Linked DNA regions of Macaca mulatta: region 2 is linked to region 1. Evidence: chromatin contacts called from public Hi-C data. All regions are on one chromosome and are shown on one strand. Each heading gives the region's core, a stretch centred on a gene start, on an enhancer-like site or on the middle of the called end of the contact. The rest is flanking DNA. Distances are from core to core; before and after follow the strand shown.

Evidence for each region. A called contact is a pair of places that touch in the nucleus more often than the background predicts.
Region 2: a contact with region 1 is called in a Hi-C map of fetal cortex germinal zone, with 4 times the contacts expected there. The contact joins the promoter of TNRC6B here to the promoter of ADSL in region 1. A contact is called at or near these places in 2 of 14 Hi-C or Micro-C datasets (fetal cortex germinal zone and liver).

What each region holds. Positions count from the first base shown.
Region 1 is chr10:11,181,951-11,187,957 of T2T-MMU8v2.0, reverse strand. ADSL (adenylosuccinate lyase) reads left to right here and starts at 4,390. Exons shown (of 14, transcript XM_077949733.1): 1 at 4,390-4,572. The coding sequence starts at 4,420.
Region 2 is chr10:11,488,959-11,495,172 of T2T-MMU8v2.0, reverse strand. It overlaps TNRC6B (trinucleotide repeat containing adaptor 6B), which reads left to right and starts at 4,636. Exons shown (of 24, transcript XM_077949599.1): 1 at 4,636-4,862.

The DNA of each region.
Region 1 (6,007 bases), core at 3,141-5,640:
ATGTACATTGGGAAATTCTGCTACTAGTACTGTCCTTGTCTATTCCATTCCCTGCATCATCCCCCACACCTTTAATGAGGCAAACAAGTACATATTATGGAAAAGGACATTTTGATTGGTCTGTTAGAGAAGGTTATTGGTAATTAAGACTAGTTTGATTTGGAAGAAGGGGAGAGAGCAGAAGTTGCACCTCGGTGCTAAAGAATAAAGTGGGGTGGGGAACGATTTGTTGAGCACAGGAGTCCCAGACAGTGAGCTAGGGAGCCAGCATCTATTTTTGCTATTGCATCTAACACCTGGGATCATCAGTCACATTTTATAGGTGAGAAGACTCATGTGCTGAAAGATAAGTAACTTCCCCAAGTAACACAGCTAATAAGTGGTAGTGCCAGGAATGGTTGGTGAAGAGGCAGACAGAAAATGAGGACTCCATGTTAAGGAGTTACCAGGGCAAGTGAAGATGTTCCTATAGTGGAAGAGACGTAGGCATTTACAAACAAACAACCCTCAGAGGAGCTGAGTGCAGTGGCTCATGTCTGTAATCCCATCCATTCGGGAGGTTGAGGTGGGAGGATCACTTGAGGCCAGAAGTTTGAGACCAACTGGGCAACATAACAAGACCCCGTCTCTATGTTAATAAGTAAACAAAAGTAGATGAAGGCGATGGCATGTGCCTGTAGTCCTAGCTACTGGGGAAGCTGAAGTGGGAGGATTGCTTGTGCACAGGAGTTCAAGGCAGCAGTGAGCTATGATCATGCCACTGTCTTCTAGCCTGGGTGACATACCCCATTTCTAAAAGAATAGCCTGAGACAAGGTCTTGAAAAATAAAAGAGGAGAAGGGAGACAGAACTGGGGTGATGAAAGATACAAGACAAAATTATCGAGCAAGATCTTTTCCTGAATGAGGAAGAAGATTTGGGTAGAAACTTGTTTGGAGGAGGAAAAGTAACAGCAAAGTGAAGCAAAGGAAGAAGAGAGGGCTAGAAGACTGAGATCATTGAGTTTACAATGGGCATGGGTGTGCATGCTCTGGTTTCTCTTCAGATTGTATTATCTTTCCACCTTTTACAAGGGGCATTGGTGGAAAATGAGGAAAGTAAATTTATCACAGTATATCCAAGCAATGAGTGTGTGGGAAGCACTCTCCAAACAAAGAGTGGGGAGTTTCATGGAGCAAATTCTTCATCTTTCCAGAACTATGATTGCCCTCACCCCCAAAAACAGTCTTCTGAGGGGAGGTGGAAGAAGACTTTGGTGATGAGTCCAGGTGACTGACAGGCTTCTCTGATGGCCTGAATATTCTGAAATTGGCGCTGTAGTCAATTGTGACAGCTAACTCTGGAGTTCAGGTGGAGACATGAACAAGCCAGGGAATGAGGACACCGAGGAGGTGTGGAGGAAGAGGAAGTATAGTGTCAGAATCTAACGGGTAGCATGGCTATTGTGGGCGGTATTTCTCTTACTGGGCTAGGCTCCTTTGGGGCAGCATTTATTCATCCAGCAAACATTTACTGAGCACCTATGCTATGCCAGGTTTGGAGCTTAGTGCCAGGAACAGAGACATGATCTCTTGCCCCGAGTTTGCCATCAATGACCAAGGCAAGCAACACTGAATTCTGGTAAGAGTTTTGAAACAAGCCGGGAGGTCTCAACATCTAGCCAGGCATGGTGGCTCACACGTGTAATCCCAGCACTTTGGGAGGTTGAGGCGGGTGGATCACCTGAGTTCAGGAGTTCAAGACCAGCCTAACCAACATGGAGAAACTCCGTCTCTACAAAAATAAAAATAAAATAAAATAAAACAAAATTAGCCAGGCGTGGTGGCACATGCCTGTAATCCCAGCTACTCGCAAGGCTAAGGCGGGAGAATCACTCGAACTAGGGAGGTGGAGGTTGCAGTGAACGGAGATCGCACCATTGCACTCCAGCCTGGACAACAAGAGTGAAACTCCGTCTCAAAAAAAAAAAAAAAAAGAGAAGCCGGGAGGTCACTCAGCATCTAAGAAAGCCCAGAGGTGGGGAGGGAGAACACTATCATGGGTGCTCCATATGTTTTTCAGTGAATCTGTGAATGAAAGCAGGAATGGGAAGATGACTGGAAAAGAATTTATTGTCAAAGAAAAGATCTTGAAGCCTTGAGATCTAAACATGTACTTTTTTTTTTTTTTTTTTTAAGCTGGAGTCACACTCTGTTGCCCAGGCTGGAGTGCAGTGGCACAATCTCGGCCCACTGCAACCTCCACCTCCTGAGTTCAAGTGATTCTCCTGCCTCAGCCTCCTGAGTAGCAGATTACAGACACCTGCCACCACGCCTGGCTAATTTTTGTATTTTGAGTAGAGATGGGTTTCACCATGTTGGCCAGACTGGTCTCGAACTCCTGACCTCAGGTGATCCACCTGCCTCAGCCTCCCAAAGTGCTGGGATTACAGGTGTGAGCCACCGCGCCTGGCCCTTAATCTGTACTTTTAATATTCTAGAAATATTATGGCTATTGGAAAAGGGAAGTTAACTCTCAGCAAATAAACTGGGAGTTCAAATTGGAATTCCACCACAGGTCTCATTTCAGTAAGGCACTCACAAACAGGAAATTTCAAAGCAGCACAGTACTAGGCTCAAGCAATCTTCCCGCCTCAGCCTCTCAAAGTGCTGGGATTACAGGCGTGAGCCACCACACCTGGCTTGAGTGTTTTTAGATTCCTCACGTAAAAGGCAGAGAGCTAGGAGTTAAGTGCAGATGGAGAGGGTGTAGGCACCCGGCTCTTTTTGTTTGTTTTGTTTTTGAGACAGGGTCTCTGTTGCCTAAGCTGTAGTGGCACAATCATGGCTTACTGCACCCTCAACATCCTGGGCTCAAGTGATTCTCCCACCTCAGCCTCCCAAGTAGCTGGGACTACAGGTGCACACCACCAGGCCCACTTAATTTTTGTATTTTTTGTAGAGACCGTGTTTCATCATGTTGCTCAAGCTGGTCTCCAACTCCTGGACTCAAATGATCTGCCCTGCTCAGCCTCCAAAGTGCTGGGATTACAGGCGTGAGTCACCGTGCCCAGCTGAGACACCTGGCTCTTAACAGATGAACCCCTTCCTGTATGATCACCCCACTGGCACTACAGACCGAGCAACATAGCAAGACCCTGTCAAAAACATAACAAAACAAAAGGGCCATTTGAGTGTCTCTATTTCTATCTATTTATTTTTTTTTATTTTTTGGAGACAGAGTCTCGCTCTGTCGCCCAGGCTGGAGTGCAGTGGCGCGATCTTGGCTCACTGCAACCTCCGCCTCCCGGGTTCAAGAAATTCTCCTGTCCCAGCCTCCCAAGTAGCTGGGACTACAGGCACACGCCGCCACGCCCGACTAATTTTTTGTATTTTAGTAGAGACGGGGTTTCACTGTGTTGCCCAGGCTGGTCTCAAACTCCTGAGTTCAGGCAATCTGCCTGCCTCGGCCTCCCAAAGTGCTAGGATTACAGGCGTAGGCCACCGCATCCAGCTTACTGGGGGCGCAGTAAATGCCGATTTCCCTTGGGTATCTTCATTTCTCCTTAGAGCCGAGCTCTGTGCGAGGCGGGCAGGAGTGGGTGGGGCGACGGCAATAAGAGTAACAGCAAGCGCACACACGGCCTTCCAAGAGTGCCAGACACCGCTCTAACACTGAATCCGCACAACCCGAAAGGCAGGCTTTTTTTTTTTTTTTTTTGAGACGGAGTCTCGCTCTGTCGCCCAGGCTGGAGTGCAGTGGCCGGATCTCAGCTCACTGCAAGCTCCGCCTCCCGGGTTTACGCCATTCTCCTGCCTCAGCCTCCCGAGTAGCTGGGACTACAGGCGCCCGCCACCTCGCCCGGCTAGTTTTTTGTATTTTTAGTAGAGATGGGGTTTCACCGTATTAGCCAGGATGGTCTCGATCTCCTGACCTCGTGATCCGCCCGTCTCGGCCTCCCAAAGTGCTGGGATTACAGGCTTGAGCCACCGCGCCCGGCCTTTTTTCTTTTTCTTTTTTTTTTTTTTTTTTTAAGAGATGGGAGGGTCTCCCAGTGATGCCCAGGCTGGTCTCGATTTGCTGGCCTCAAGCGATTCTCCCGTCTGGGGCCCCCACAGTGCTGGATTACAAGCTTGAGCCACCGCGCCCGGCCGGGGCAAGTCTTAATGTAGCTTTTTACAGACAGGAAAACTAAAGTGCAGCGCGGCTAAGTAACGTAGGAAGCACCAATCATGTTTCTGGCCAAAGAAGCGAACCACGTCAACTTTCAGGCAGAAGCAGCCGAGATAATCGGCAGCCGGCAGCGCCCAGCGCGCCCGGAACCCAGAAAGCTGGACCGCGTGAAGGAAGTCCCGCCCCGCCCCGTCCTGCCCCGGCCTCCGGGTTTCCGCTTCCGCTCTTCCCGGGTCCAGTCTATCCTGGCGTGGTCGCGGGGTCGGCATGGCTGCTGTAGGCGATCATGGTTCGCCCGACAGCTACCGCTCACCTCTTGCCTCCCGCTATGCGAGCCCGGAGATGTGCTTCGTGTTTAGCGACAGGTATAAATTCCGGACATGGCGGCAGCTGTGGCTGTGGCTGGCGGAGGCTGAGCAGGTAACGGACCCTGGGCTGAGGGGCTGGGCCGGGAGGGACGGGACCGCCCCAGCACGTGCCGGGCTCTGTGCCGGGCTGGGCTTAGCCACCCCGGAGCTGCGGCCGGGCTATTTTCAGCTGGGTGTTCCCTGTCCTGAGGAGCTGCGGCCCCAGGAAAGCAAGGGCAGGTGGCCCGGGAGCCGCCACCTGTTGCCTCACATGTTCTTAGTCCGAGAGGGTTCGAGACGCGGAGGCGGCTGGGAGAAATTCAGCTTGCAGTTTCAGAGAATTCACCTTGGTCATCCCCGCAGGAGTACGCTGCTAACGACAGACACCGAGCGCTTGTTTCGTACCGTTGTGCTCATTATTTCACGCATCTTTTCTCGTGTAATCCGTGAAGATCTTGCAGGCTTGATTGTGTTTTTCCTACATTGCAGGGGAGAACACCAAGCCCAGACAGCTTGTTGTTTGCCCTAGCCCATGCAGCTATTAGGCGCGGATCTGGGATTTGAACCTGGGTGCAGTCCAGAGCCTGAGCTGAGCACGTAGCCCCTTGGTCTTCCACAGTTATGCAGTTAGTGACAAGTGACAAGACTGGAATGCGTGTTTTCTAGGCCACCATTTCCGCCTCACTGGGCTGCGCTTTGCGTCTGAGGAGAAGACTCTGGGTAGGGGTTTATTAAACGGGTTTTATAGTTTCTTTTCTAAGGGCTGTTTGAGAACTCCTTAGCCCAGCGGTTTCAGAAATAGCTCCAGAAGAGTTGAAGCAAACTGAAGGTGATCCAGAGAGCGATAATGTTTCTCCTCAAGTTTCAGAGGAAAGTGCCACAACGAGCAAGTTGGCAATGCTCTCTCAAACGGCACACTAAGCACGGAAACAATCTGAGTTTGTGTCTAGGACCCGTACAATGGAACTCTCGAAACAGGAAACTTTCATTCTAGATTCCCTGCCCTCCCCTTATCACTGCCCTCCGAAATATTGGGCTATACACTACAATAATAGCAGACATTCATATAGTGCCTTCTGAGACCCAGGTACTGTCTTAACCCTTTACACATGATCGCTCATTAATCCTCCAAACAACCGTGAAGAGTAGGTATTAAATACTGTACCTGTTTTACAGATGAAAGAATGGAGCATCAAGTTAATAAACTCTTGGTGTAGATAGCGATAGTAGTAGACCTTCATCATGTGTTGTGATTTGTGATGTACTAGCGTGTACTCTTTCTACTTCATCTGATACTCCATTCTGTAGATGAGGGTAGTGGTACTCAAGACTTTGCCAGGGTCGCCAAAGCTAGTAAATGGCTTCAAGCTGGAGTTGGAATGTAGAGTCTGAGTATGTCTTCTTTCCTCTGTTTGCCTGAAACGCATACAATTTTAGCTTTGGATTATCTATTAGGTCACATTTACCATAAATTGCATAATAACTTAGTAGCTAAGAAAAAACTTGGA
Region 2 (6,214 bases), core at 3,387-5,886, 310 kb before region 1:
AGAGGATGGGGGCTGAGATACTAAAGACTACGAGGACAACTGTTCATTGAGGGCTAGTTGTCTCCCCAGCTGCACTGTGGGGTTCCCAAGTTAGACATCCGAGAGGCAATATAGCAGCGTGGACAAGAGCTTACTCATTGGAGTCAGACTGCCTAGGTTCAATGTTAGCCCTTCAGTGCCTACATTTTCCTATCTAGAAAATGTGGATAACAATGGTTGTTGTGAAGATTAACTATCCACAATCCACGTAAAGCTCTCAGTAAAGTGTCTGACACACAGCAAGCGTCCACCAAAGGGTAGTTATTATTAACCGTAATCCTGGTTCTCTTGCAAGCCTCCTCCTGTGTGTCTAGCATTGGCCAGCACACAGGAGGGGGTCCAGTGTTTGCTGCTTAACCAAGTCGCTTCTCAGGAAGTGTGGTCATAAAAAATGAGAGGTGATTTAGAAGGTGAGACAGATGCAAGGGATGTGTTGCACAGTAAATGCTCCCACACATGCAATAAATGCTTAGAAGCACGTCCTCTGTAATCAGCACTCTCTAGAGAGTTTCCCTCCCTCATTGCGCTTGGTCTTTGGCAATGGCTACACCCACTGCCCAAGCGAGCAGTATCAGCTGTCAGCTGTCCCCTTGTCCTTTGGATCAGATTCCTTTATAGGGATCTTCCCATTGTTATAAGCTTCAAGAATTGGAGAATGCTTAACGAACACTTCCAAATTCTTCATAGCTATGAGGGGCCAGTGCAAAGGGCGGAAGTTCTCCTGTGCCACAGAAATTAGAGCTGGAGCAGATCCAGCTTGCTATCCCCCCTTCCCCCAGCTTGTGGGTTGTTGCAGAATCGTTCACAAAAATTCCCATTGCCTTGGAATTTGTCCAAGCCCAGGGCAGGGATCACAACACAACCTCTCAAGGGAAAAAAAGAAGGCCTGTTGCTTGAGATGGCTCAGAGCACTTTTGGTAGCCAGCCAAGGCAGCTATCACTCATGAAATCTGCCTTCCCCTCCAGCAAAAAGCCAACTGTATAGAACACCACATATAGAGCGCTAAGAATAGCACAGCGCTCCAAGAACATAGTGCACTTGGCCTGCATACAAGTGTGCAGGGCTTAACGAGTCTTTTTACTCTGAAAGCTGGGTGGGTTGGAACAAACAAACAGAAAAATATTTTCCCCAAGTAGCATGCAGAGAGGAAATGAAAGCGAGCACAGGAGAGTACCCTGGCATAGCATTCTCTGACCTGGGCTGCTTTTTCAGGGTATGAGTTGATTCCACAGGCACCAAAGCATGCCTGTAAGCCCTACGGTGCAGACACCCTCACCCCATTCATTGGCTCAACATTCACACCAGGCTGAGCAAGCCCCAAAAGTCCTGTCATTGGCTGTGACAAGAATTGAAACCCATCTTCTTCACAATAATTATTTGATTGACAGATTGGCTTCCTTCCTATAAGTATAGAAAGCAAGGGCAGGTTCCATCCAAAGCCACAGTTCTGGGTGATGAGAGCTGTCAGAGCCCAGAAAAGCCCCTGAACCACATCCCACTATTTGTTGGAAGAAGAAACTCATCTGTGGGCCTATTCATAAAAGAGTCTGGGAAGATAGGGTCCTTAACGGTGTCTGCATGTAATACATTATGGGAGGCTTTTACTTTATAACTTTCTATATTGTCTAAAATATAGAATATTATATTGAGTTAAAATAATATTTACTCAATGTAACTTTTTTTTTTTTTTTGAGACAGAGTCTTGCTCTGTTGCCCAGGCTAGAGTGGTCGTGTGGCTCACTGCAGCCTTGAACTCCAGGCTCAAGCAATCCTCGCATCTCAGCCTCCCGAGTAGCTGGGACTATAGGCGCAGGCTGCCATGCCCAACTATTACTTTTCTTTCTTTTTGTAGAAATGGGCTCTGCCTGTGTTGCCCAAGCTAGTCTCAAACTCCTGGCCTCAAGCAGTCCTCCCCGCCTTGGCCTCTCAAAGTGCTAGGATTACAAGCGTGAGCCAATGTGCCTGGCCTCAATGTTACTTTTATGATCAGAAAAACAGCCATCTTATTTGGAAATTATTTTCCTATTCTCAAGGGGACAAATACAAGAAGGTTTCAGGCATTTGCTTTGTCTCTGGGAGGGAAGGCACAATGAGGTGGCACAATGACAAATAGCTGAAGCCTTTATAGACAAAGATTCTAAGAAGAGCAGGCTTTGGCCATCTCTGGATATTCCCATTCTGCTCCCTGCCACCAGACAGCAAATGTTGTAGGTCACCACACATCACCAGTCTCTTGCCTAGCTAACCGTAACTCATTCTTTAGTTCTCTCTGTAGATGTCACTTCTTCCAGGAAGCCATTTCTGTCCCTCCGAGATGGAGTCCCATGTCCCTACCATTTGCTTCCAGGGCACCTTCTCACAGCACTGCACCATGGTTATCTGCTTATCTGCTGGACACCCCTACTAAACTGAGGTCCTTGAAGGAAGAGTCTATTACTCATCTGTGTAGCCTTTGTAACTTAGTAAAAGTGCCTGACATGCTCACTAAACATTTACGGAATAATTATTTATTTGGGGGCCTTTTACCATCAGAACAATGTGAAGGACACAAAGATGAAAAAGAAACCATCTGCTTCAAGGTACTTACAACTGAAATGTATCAAACAATTACCCAGAAAGTCAAGTACCAAGTTAAAATAGGGGTCCAAGCAACCAACTTTGAAGGTTAGGAAGGTTTTAGATTCTGAATGTTTCTCATTCACTGTGTTTTTGAGTTCAGAATCCCCATACTGGAAGGCTAATATGGGGTATGTGCATACAACTGTACAGATTCACGTTCTTACGACCTGTATTAGAATTTGACGCATGATCTTTCTTCTGTCTTTCTTGCATTGGCCCTAGGAATACATGCCACTTACTCTTAATGGACTTTTATGAAATACCTTGGCTTCATTTGCTGAAAGGCTCTAAGTGTTGAGCATCGTTACTATGTTACAATGGTTGTTTTATTATTAAAGCAGTGCCTGGGAGGTTACACAACAGCTTGGATCAGGAAGCGAAACAAGGGCGGTGATCCCACTGAAGCTACAGGGGATGGGGATTTGGGACGGTAAAATGTTAATTATCCGAGATGGAATGTGGGCTAGAGTCCAGCGTTGTGCTCCTGGAGATCATTTCGGTCCCAAAAGCTCACGGCTGGCACTCTGGCAATGGGTCCTAAGCATCCTGCCCTCCTCTGGCTGAAATGTTGGATTCACTTCGATGAAAGCTGCTCCAGAGAAAGAACCCAGTGGCCACCAGCCAGGAGCACACGTCTTGCTCAGCATCAACTATCCTGGAAGACTTCCAGGAGCTGAAGGGCTGTTCTCTTTGCATGCAATAAATTATTCATTTCTAAGACGATTTGTTCTGTCTCTCTCTTTAGACTTGATTTCTCCTAGTTTTCCAGCTCTTGAGGACTCTCTCCAAAGAATGAGTTGTAGATGGTTGGTCAGGGGTTGTGAGTGGGGGGGGGGAGGCTTCACATAAAAGGATGGCAGAAATGTCTACTTTAACTTAAAGGGGAGAGGAATGGGTCCTGGGGAGGAGGATGTGGTGGAGGCAATGACAACCTCTCCATAGTAAGTCCCCAAAAAAGTCACTTCCAGAAACTGAAGACTTTTTGAGTTCCAAATGAAAGTTTTTAAGATGCTGGGTTGACTGACAGTATATCGTCTAAGGTGGAGGCACTAACGCATAATAAAAAAGAGTGACGTCTCTGGAGTTTGACCCAGGACCAGATGCCAGGCTCATCAATTACTTTGTATCTGGATGACCTTGGGCAAGTTTTCTAAGCTCTCGCCAGCCTTAATTTCCCATCTATAAAAACTGGATACTGCATTACTCCCAGGTTTAACCAGATAATGTTTGTGAAGAAAGCAGTCCAGTACTTGGCACAAAATAGGCATGCAATACATGGGAGTCACTATTATCGTCAACTACTGGCCAAACAACTGGAGTTGACCCCAAATCCCCAGTAAACAATTAACCGTAGCAGAGCGAATCCGGATCTGACGCACCTATTTGCCCAATAAGGTGCCAGGAAATAACACAGTGGAGTCAAACCAATGGTATTAGCTCTTGTTGTTGGACGGGCTTTCTTGCTGTTCCACCAATAGCTTGAAGATTTGACTGGGGAGTGACATCCTGACAGTCCAATGACACACAACCAGCCCACACTCAGCACTTCGGAGGGGATAAATCAAGGAGCCGGCACGTATAGATTCCGTTATAGGGCAGTACTGGATGGAAAGACGAGCTTAGGGAAACAGCGCCGAGGCAAGGCACTAACTAGCTAAAAATAAAAAGAAAAAAGACCATGGTTGCGCCAAGCGAGCTCGGCGGCCATCATGCTCTAGTTTCCCCTGAGTCTCTTTGGGTCCTCGACCGAGGAAGCGGCCTCTGGGATGCTGAGGGGGTGTGTCCCCGCATGATTGGCTCAGGCAGCTCAGCCAATCCTAGCTCGTTAAACGGGAAGCACTTAACCAATGAGGGGCTAAGGCAGCAACGAGGAATTGGAGGGGCGGAACGACAGCTTGACGGGCACAAAAGCCAGCCAGTGAGAGCCGGAAGCATCCTCCCTGCGGCCAATGGAGTGGGGCTCTGGGCGGGCCCCCGAGTGTTTGTGTTGTGGTTTTGGGGGAGGGATGCGGAGGGGAAAGTTTGTTTATTTTGTTTTTAGTTTCTGGGGTCCCCGTGCTTCTGCAAGGCGAAACGGGAGGGAGTGACCCCCGCGACCCTCAGTCCCCCTACGACGTCGCCTCCATAGTCTGCGGAGAAGCGAGGACTGCGCGCCTCGCTTCACAGCGGAACGCCGCGTACTTGGAGCCGGCACGGCTCGGGGGTGAGTGAGGTGCGGCGGCCGCGCCGTCCTTCCCCTCCCCCGCGCCCTGCCAGGACGGAGCGGGGCGGCCGGGGTCGGCGAGGACGCCCCCGGGGGCGCGCGGCGCGGCCCGGGGCGGTGAGCGGAGGCGCGGCGTGTGCGTGTCCTCGCGAGGGAGCGCGCGTGGGGCGGGGAGCGGGCCGGGGAGGGGGCGTGAGCGCGCGCGGGGCCGGTGTGGCCGGCGGCGCTGAGCGCGCGCTCCACGGGAGCGGGAGCCGCCGAGATTTGAGTCTAGGGGCCGGGAGGGATTCGGGGCGACGTCCGGCGCGCGGGCCGAGCGCCCCGAACGGCCGGGGAGGCACGGGCGGGCGCGCGCGCGGCTCCGGGCGTCACGCGCCAGCAGGTGTGAGCTGGGGGAGGGCTTCCGGGTGGGCTGGCCCGGCCGAGTTGAGTTCGCTTCCCGTCTCCTGGGGGCCCCGGCGCGGGTGCACCCTCCCGGCCCGCGGAGGCGCGTTCGTCCATGGCTGTCGGTGGCAGAGGGAGGCGTCAGGCCTCGGAGCCTCGGGTCCCTGCGCAGCGTCCTGGCCTGTGTGCAGGACCTGCGTGACAGGGTGAATGCGTTACACACCCCTCCCCAGGGCCCTGCGTGTGCGGCCTCTTGGGGAGGCGGCTCAGACTCTGGACAAGGAAACGAGGGGCATTGGAAGTGGTTTTACACCTTCCCCTGCCCGGTGCCCTTCAGTTCCAGACTACTGGGTTTATTCGGCTGTAGAGGCTAAACATCCGATCCAGTGAGACACATTGTAGTGGTTAAAGACGTCCAGTAACGGTCACCTCTAGTCAAGCGCCTTAAGGACCAGCTTATTCTGAATTCTTTGGAATTCAGGTTACCAGCCTGCGACTTTAAGTTCGTGCTTCCTCATGTGTTTTGGCCGTGTTATTACTTTTTAGCATCAGTGCTAGAGATTGAACGAGAGGATGGTGAATTTCAAGTTGGTCATTTGTATTATAATTTAAGCGAAATTATGCAAAATTGGCCAAAGACATTTCTTCATAGTGAATAAAACTTTAGTGCCCCCACCAACAGTTAAGTATATATAGAAAGTGTGTAGAAATGATACACATTAGCATTTTGTGAAAGTTTACTAACAGAGGTTACTTCTTCGCTGTGGGAGATGTCAGTAGTATTAAGATTTCTCTTGATTTGGAGACTCATCAGTGATCTTCGCTTTGAAACTACAGATGTGTTTTGGGTAGTGTTGTGTAAATGACTCTTGTAGAGCGGAACTTTTAGCACGTTGTCTCTACAGCGTGTTGCATTGCTGTAGGCAGGTAGTGGGAGGGCTATGAATGTAGTGTCCACTTGCACGAAG